2 separate regions of the Mus musculus genome follow, and region 1 is linked to region 2. The links are chromatin contacts, called in public promoter capture Hi-C maps. All regions are on one chromosome and are shown on one strand. Each heading gives the region's core, a stretch centred on a gene start, on an enhancer-like site or on the middle of the called end of the contact. The rest is flanking DNA. Distances are from core to core; before and after follow the strand shown. Region 1 holds the start of Taf2 (TATA-box binding protein associated factor 2). Region 2 holds the start of Drosha (drosha, ribonuclease type III).

What was found. Promoter capture Hi-C pulls out the DNA fragments that hold promoters and counts their contacts.
Region 1: a contact with region 2 is called in a promoter capture Hi-C map of pre-B cells. The contact joins the promoter of Taf2 here to the promoter of Drosha in region 2. A contact is called at or near these places in 3 of 39 promoter capture datasets (cranial neural crest, pre-B cells and second pharyngeal arch cranial neural crest).

Annotation. Positions count from the first base shown.
Region 1 is chr15:55,069,625-55,073,668 of GRCm38.p6, reverse strand. It overlaps Taf2 (TATA-box binding protein associated factor 2), which reads left to right and starts at 1,517. Exons shown (of 26, transcript NM_001081288.1): 1 at 1,517-1,822; 2 at 2,222-2,276. The coding sequence starts at 1,740.
Region 2 is chr15:12,823,410-12,827,875 of GRCm38.p6, reverse strand. Drosha (drosha, ribonuclease type III) reads right to left here and starts at 3,061. Exons shown (of 35, transcript NM_026799.3): 1 at 2,938-3,061; 2 at 1,709-1,811; 3 at 584-649. The coding sequence starts at 600. It overlaps 6030458C11Rik (RIKEN cDNA 6030458C11 gene), which reads left to right and starts at 3,219. Exons shown (of 9, transcript NM_029998.3): 1 at 3,219-3,409; 2 at 4,170-4,315. The coding sequence starts at 3,329.

The DNA.
Region 1 (4,044 bases), core at 268-2,767, about 42 Mb before region 2:
AAAAAAAAAGCAAGTTTTCCCCAGTCTATCTTTTTTTTTAAAGTTTATTTATTATTTATTTTTTATGTATATGAATACACTGTAGCTGTATTGATGGTTGTGAGCTGTCATGTGGTTGCTGGGAATTTGAATTTAGGACCTCTGTTCGCTCTGGTTGACCTCTCTCACTTCAGCTTGGCCCTGCTCACTCCTGCTTAAAGATTTATTTATTATTATATGTAAGTACACTGTAGCTGTCTTCAGACACCCTAGAAGAGGGCATCAGATCTCATTACAGATGGTTGTGAGCCACCATGTGGTTGCTGGGATTTGAACTCAGGACCTTCGGAAGAGCAGTCAGTGCTCTTAACCGCTGAGCCATCTCTCCAGCCCTCTTTTTTTTTTTTTTAAATATTTATTTATTTATCTATCTATTTATTTATTTATTATATGTAAGTACACTGTAGCTGTCTTCAGACACTCCAGAAGAGAGCATCAGATTTTGTTATGGATGGTTGTGAGCCACCATGTGGTTGCTGGGGTTTGAACTCAGGACCTTTGGAAGAGCTGTCGGTGCTCTTAACCACTGAGGTATCTCACCAGCCCCCCCAGTCTATCTTTAAAACAACAGTTTCCACTGGGTATGATTATCACTGCACTTCATTCACCTGCATTTCTGAGAAGATTGCAACTTGGAACAAGCCTACTGCTACCTTGAGGGAATTGTAAAAAATTATAAGTCTGACGATGGTCCCAGCAAATGAGAACGCTTGAGGAAGTGGTCCTGCATAAAGATTGTGTAAGCCATTTATGAGCTCTGCCTTTACTTTGTGTGGGTTTAATAAATAAATGTTCATTGGGAAAAACGAAGTCTAGTTTTGGAAGGTTTAATAAAGTTATGGCTTTATTTTCCTAATTGGTTTTGTTTAGACGAAAAGTTCAAATTAATTTAAAGTCAGCTAACGACCTTGTCAGGAGTAAAAAAGATAGGTGGAGTGAAATCTGTGCAGGTGGGAAAATGTTAATGGACAATACTCTAACGGAATTAACGGACATTGGTTTGCATCTTTAACCCTCAAGAATAGAAAATCCACAGCTTCAAAAATGTCAAAAAGAAAATCTGTTAATTCATAAGACAAATACGGAGGCCATGGGACTTCTGGCTTGAGAGTTCCCTGCGGTCTGATTACACATTTGGAGTTTAAACCACAAGGTCCAAATGGGTGAGTTTGTTCTTGACAGCAATGGTTTCGGGACCATTACTAGGTCCTAGTCCCTCGCCCCTTCCATCCCTTCTTGTCTTCCACAAGCACGATTCGCCTAACACTTAACGTCCCTTCCTTCCTTCCCCATCTTCCTTTTCTCACCCAGTAAATCTTCCCTCTGCTCTCTTAATTTTAGAAATAGTTTTGAGACAAAGGAGAAAAGCCAGACGAGAAATCCCAAACTTATCGTGCAAACCCCGCCCACTCACGCCCGGACAAGACTTCCGGGTTCTGCCTCCGCGGCCGCGCCACTTCCTCTGACGTCACCGGTCAGAGGTGACCGGCAAGATGTCCGCAGGCGGCGGCGGCCGCTTAGAGCTCCTGTAGCGCGGCTCATCTGTGTGACAGGGGCCGGGCGGAGGCGGCTGAGAGTGGTCGGGGAGGGGACAGGAGGCGGAGGACGGGTGGCTAGGCGCTCCGGGTGCACGGGCCGCTACCGGGAATGCGCTGCAGCGCCCCGTGCAGCCTGAAAGGCGAGCCCCGCAGGAGCTCTTCATGCCGCCCACCGGCTTAGAGTCCTCCAGGATGAACAGGAAGAAAGGAGACAAGGGCTTCGAAAGCCCACGGCCGTACAAATTATAAGTACCTTTCCCCTACTCCGTTTCTCGCCCTGCTCTGATTTTGTTTTCATTGATTCTGTGAGTGACTTGATGAGTCCGGGAAACTAGTGGGAAATTAGAGCCCACTCCAGGGGACATGATGTTTGTAGGGTGAAACGGTTTTGAATAATTGTTCAGCATACTCCTTCCCCGCCCACGGGCTCATAAACCTTTCTTAAAGTACCGCTATATTTTTTTGTCAAGACAAACCTTTTCATGGCTGTTGCTCGATTTAAAATAAGCAGGTTACTCATTTTGTAGAATTCGAAGACAAACTACTGTGTGGTTTTTGAGCGGCTCAGTATATAGTCCCTATTCGTACTTAGATTTATGCTTTCATATAATAATAGTCGTTTCTTTCTTTTTTTTTATATATACAACCCATCAGGTCGTCTGTATCAACAACATAAACTTCCAGCGAAAATCAGTTGTGGTAAGATCACTCCCGGTCATCATAAGTCAGCCTTTCACAGTTCTTGGGGGGGATTCTATAGTCTTCCAGATTATATGGTGCCCCAGAATAAGACATAAGAATTCAAGTCTAGTTTGCTATACATGCTGTTCTCTGTTCTCCCCACCTTTTCCCATTTCCTGATTAAAATGTTCAAATATGCTAAGTATATTGTGCAATAGGAAGTCTTTATAGTCAAACACCTTCACATTGTGCATTAGACAGGACAGCCTGTAGTCATAGCAGTCTTAGATTCAGCTGTTCATTTATGGAGTGTCATTTGGAATATTTGTCACACATTGCTATTTGGGGATAGAACGTGAAAACATTAGGGAGTATTTGTAATTTAAGTTTTTACTTCAGCAGTATAGGAAACTCATGATACCTCTCAGTGAAGCTTAGCATTATTAGAGTCAACGTGATTGATAGAATTATACTGTGTTAGTTGAATTGCTCTTGTCTATAAGACATTCCTTTTTTGTTGTTGTTGTTGTTTTGTTTTTTGTTTTTCAAGACAGGGTTTCTCTGTATAGCCCTGGCTGTCCTAGAACTCACTCTGTAGACCAGGCTGGCCTTGAACTCAGAAATCCGCCTGTCTCTGCCTCCCAAGTGCTGGGATTAAAGCATGCACTACCACTGCCCGGCTATAAGACATTCCTTAAGGGATATGTATATTAACCCATTGATTCTTCACTGTAATCTCTTGACACAGATAAGATTTAAGTCCCAGCTCTTCCCCCCCCCCCATCCTGCTTGCTCTGGCCATATTTATTTCATATATGTGGGTACACTGTCACTGTCTTCAGACACAGCAGAAGACAGCATCGGATGCCCATTGCAGATGGTTGTGAGCTACCATGTGAATTGAACTCTGGACCTCTGGAAGAGCAGTGGGTGCTCTTAACTGTTGAGCCATCTCTCCAGCCCCCTCAGTCCAAATTTTATGAATGAGGGAGCTGAGTGTATACAGGTAAAGGGAAAATGGGTAAATAACGTATTGGTAGAAGAACAAAGCTACTGCCTACATGTAGCCCAGCAAAAGAGCCTCTGGTGGACATTGTTCACATGTTTGTGCTGTTACTTTCTGTAATCCACAAGAGAATATGCTTGCTTGCATTTAGTATCCTGGAATAGAGAAATGAACAGTCCACCTTTTCCACCATAATAGCCCTTACTTCACTGGGTAGGGACCCATTATTATAACTTATAGGGCTAAACAAGTAAGCATTAGTCCTATTCTAATAGACTTGATCTATAATATCATTTAGTTACGTGACCTCTAAATACTTCCTGCTTGACTACTGGACTGTAGGGATGTTTGAGAGTTCAGATGTTCAATTCAGAAGAACCAAGATTTGATAATATCAGCAAGGTTTGGTGAGGCTTTTTGTTTTGTTTTTGTTCTCAGAACAGATAGTGTCCTGGCATACTGTTGCAGATCCTTCTGGCTATTCTGAGAAAATAGATTCAGGAGGCCGTGTGGTAGAGAGTGGTTTTCCACTTAACACAGAAGCCTCTATTCTAGGGCTGTGAACTGGCTTAGGACTAGAAATTATAAATCATCTCTACTGCTGTAGCACTGTGAGGCATTTTTCCCCCCCCAGAAGACCTAGAATTTTTTCTGTTTACTGGGCAACCCCATCAAAAACTATCTGTTTATATCTTTCTTCAGCACCTGATAATGAGTGAACTATGAAGTTAGTTCTGTGGGTCAGAATACTATGTTTAAGATGGTACAGTGGTACAATCC
Region 2 (4,466 bases), core at 1,812-4,311:
AATACTGCCTTCCAAGCAGCTAGGATGAAGAGTATTAAATAAAGCCCACACCTACAGTGACACACCTACTCCAACAAGGCCCCACCTCCAAATAGTGCCACTCCCTGGGCCAAGCATATACAAACCATCACAGTTAGCTAGAAAAAGAGGTAAGCTATTCTAACAAAGTCTTCTTATGAAATGAAGAGATTCACTGTATAAATTCTCTAACTCTAGAGAACCCCGACTAATACACCTTCCTTAGATTTCCTGTTCTTACAATACTCTCCACGGCTTCTCAGCAGGTCCTGCAAGCATCACAGTTCAACAATCATTAGGTAAGTCTACCTTCAACACTGACGTGCCATCAAGAACTGCAAGCTCATGGGGGTTGGGGGAGGGGGCTCTAGGATGTTTCTTTGACTCTTCTGGTCTGGTTCCTAGCTGTACTCACAAATCTCTGAACAAGTTATGACCACAGATAACAGAATGAACTCAGTCCCTGCCCTTCCCCTGTATCTGAACCTTTCCCACCCTCTCTGGCGCACTACCTTCCCTCTCTTCTCTAGGCTCTCGAAACTGCCATTCCTAGAATACCACTTACCACGTATTGCCTTGCATCTCGATGCGTCCTGTAGAAAGGCTACATCTTCCGCTCACGATGTAGGTTCTACAAGACAGAAAAGGTTTAAACACATTTCTAAAACTGCCAGTGCTAAAAATGAGAGGAGGGGGCGTTTTTGTTTACAAAATTTATAAAACTACCTTATCAGTAATTTTAGCCTATTCACAAAATCAGGATTTGTATTCACAAAATACTGAGCTATTGTCCATTTTCCAAGCAAACTGCCTGCTGTCCTTATTAGCTGGACAGTTGTGCTAGCCCAAAACTATCCATTGCTAAGATGACCAAAAGCAGCCACCTCCAGTCTCTGGTTTAGTAAAAGACTTAAGGAAAGACGTCCTCCATCCTCCACAGACAAATTTCCCTTCACTGTAGAGCTAGGATCAAACCAACACACACACACACACAGAAAAATCCCAGTGAAACCTGAATTCAATTTCAAATACAGCCACAACCTGACTAACCAACAGTGACCATTCTTCATTCTTTACTTTGTTCTCAGTTCTTCCCACAGAACATTGTAAACACAAATGAACTTCCACAAAGTGCTTTCTCTCTCTCTCTCTCTCTCTCTCTCTCTCTCACACACACACACACACACACACACACACACACATTGGGCTATCCCAACACTGCAGAGGCAGAAACAAGCAGGCAGCCTGGTCTACAGAACTAAAATTCCAGGACAGCCAAGGCCCAATAAAAAACAGCTACCAAATAATAAGATAAATGGTTGCTCCTCAATCCAATACTCTCATGATTAAACTTGGGACTCAAAGAGCTACTGCTGGTACCACAGGCTACTCACAGTATTGAGTACAAACACCACGCTTGGCATTGGAGGCCCTACAGAACCTGAACCCAACTTTCCCAGGCTTATCACCTGATTTCTTTCTCCAAAGCCCCTCTTAGCCCATACTTTCCAGGTCAGTTAGCATAGCAAGCACTAACAGGAAACGTCTTTGCTTCTGCTCTCCCTTACTTGGCCAGTGAATTCCTACCGATCCACTAACCTCTTGTGAAGAACTGACTTCCCTTGGGAACGCAAGCTCACTCCTAGATTGCTACTGCTTAGTGTAGACTCACTTCTTTTACGGAGCTTACCAGAATCTGCCGTCTGTGACAGTCGTGTGTGCCCATGTTGAACTCCTCCGGCATGTCCGTGAATCAAGGGTTCATTCAGTCATTCCTGCAGGATTCACAGTCTCTGCACACAGTAAACCGCAGGCAAGTTTGACTCTCCCTCATTGTGCATGCCTCTAAGTCACTACAATTCCCTTCCACCGCTCCCCACAAATACGCGTTTTCAAAACCACCTGGGAGGTATACATTCACCGATTCCATCACTTACTGAGCCAGCACACGTGAGACGCTTTCCCAAGCTCTGTAGGCTCAAAGATTATAAGGCACACAAGCCTGCAGAGTTCAAGGATCGCAAAACCCATATACAAATGTTTATATAATAACAACAGTAATACGATGTCCCGAACACTATAAAAAGAAAAACGCGATGTGATAAATACAATAAAGTAAGGATGTAGAGAGTCCTGGAGAATAAAAAGGACTCTACTGAAGCTAGAGGTGGACAACAGTCAGGGAATTAACACCTCTCCACAGTGAGAAAACGGCACACTCCGTTAGAGAAGCTAGACAAAGGCCCTGGCAGTGGTGGCGCACGCCTTTAAACCCAGAACTTGGGAGGCAGAGGCAGGCGGATTTCTGAGTTCGAGGCCAGCCTGGTCTACACGGTGAGTTCTAGGACAGCCAGGGCTACACAGAGAAACCCTGTTTCAACACACACTCCCCTCCAAAAATAAAAGCTAGATACTGTACCACTGTACTATGGATGCGAAGTTCAAATCAATGAATTTAATGCAAGTGGGAAATACCTATTCTTGGGATGCCCTTTGAAAGCAGGGAAACCGAGGGCGCGATTCTGAACAGTTTACTCGTCCAGGACCGACGACACACAAGACTTGCAAGGTGTGCCTTTAAGTCACTGAAAACCCCGCACTTTCCCCAGGTTCAACCTGCAGCCCGGCCTCCTGCTGGATGAAGAGCACGTTGGCTGGTTTGCATCTCCCGCCAGCCTGCGAGGTTAAGTACGGGACTCCGGGACTCGCCTCCCCCCGCAAGCCGGGCGGCCCCGCGCCTGGACCACGGCTCGCGCTTCGCAAATAGATGAAAGGCTTCCTATCTACGGGATCTGTACCGGGTCGCTCTTTTCCCCCTGGCCGCAGAGCTGCCCCGAAGCCACCCAGACCCAACTCCCAGGATCGTTTAGGTCGATACTCGTTCTCTGAAAACCCATCAGGCGCCCCCCGTCTACCTACAGAGAGTCCCGGGGTCGCCGCCATCAAAGCCCAGCCTGGTTACTATAACACCCTCCACGGCTGAGGCGCCACCCACGCCTCCGGAACAGGAAGCCCCGGGAATTAAAAGGCAAACCGGAGAAATCCGGACCTGGGGAGGGAAAACTCTCCGGAGCGCGTCGCAGCACCTTTTGCACCGTGATTGGCGGATCAGCGAGAGTGACGGACGTATAGACCAATCGACATTGTCTACAGGTCTCACACTCGCCCTTCCACCGTGTCGTCCTCCAATCCGGAAGCGCAACCGGGTGAGCGCGCGTTTCCGCCGCGATCGTGCCTTGGGGGCGCGCGGCTTCGGGCAGCCGGGCTCCTCTCCCGCGTGTCCCGCGGCCTCCCTGAGACGCGCGGAGACATGAGTGACACCGGAGGCGACCGCGCGCGACTCAGGCGCTACACCAAGCTCCCGGTGTGGGTGGTGGAGGATCACCAGGAGGTGAGCGGGCGACACAAGCCACGGAGCCCTGGCAGGAGGGATTCGAACCCTAGCAGCCTGCAGAGGCTTGACCAGCACCTAACGCTGGCTGCAGCCTGTCCCCCACCACCACCAACGTCATCATCCCACGGTTTAACGAGAGGGTTAGCCAGGACCTGAGGGACCATAATCGTAGCTCGTGTCATATGAAGAGGAAAGCCTTCAGCGCTTATTAATGTACAACATGGCAGTGCAGTCGTAAAGTGGGTAGACTTCTGGAAGACGACCTAGCAAGTCTGGATTTGTTTATAGGACCCCTGGAGGGTCTCTGGATATAAAACAAAAGGGATCAAGAGTGAAGCTCTGCGATACACCCCTTCCCCCAGGAAAAGTGGGTTATTTACTGATGGAGAAAGTTAAAGGAGGAAAGAAAGAAGATCTCTGAGACAAACCCAACTTTGGGTTACTCTGTGCTTTTTAATTTGTTGGTAAACTTGGATGTATAGCATGTAGGAGGAAAAAGTCATCTAGTCCCACTTCACCATCCTAAAGGGACAGAAAATGCCCTAAAACTTAGAGTACCTGGAACACAGTTTAATGCTAGAGTGAGTGGTTGGAGATTATCATCAGAAACCATCTATGGTAAAGCTTTTTTTTTTTTTTTTTTTTTTTTTTTAATGTTCCCATGTTTGACCACTTGATGCACTTCAGGTTGGTGCAGTTTCTTGTTTTGTCTGCACTTGACAGTGTGCAGTTCTCACTGTGTGTGTCTGTATTACAGGTTCTGCCTTTCATATACCGGGCCATAGGTTCGAAGCATCTTCCTGACAGTAATATAAGTTTCTTACATTTGGACTCCCACCCAGACCTCCTTATCCCTGTGAACATGCCAGCAGACACTGTGTTTGATAAGGAAGCACTCTTTGGGTAATGTGACTTTTTTTTTAGTCATATTTTATGTATTTGAAATACAACATATAGCAGATGATAAACAAGAGATTTTGCTACACTCACATTTGCATTTTTTGTTTGTTTGCTTGCCTTTTAAATTTTTATTTAGAACATTTTTTTTTCTACC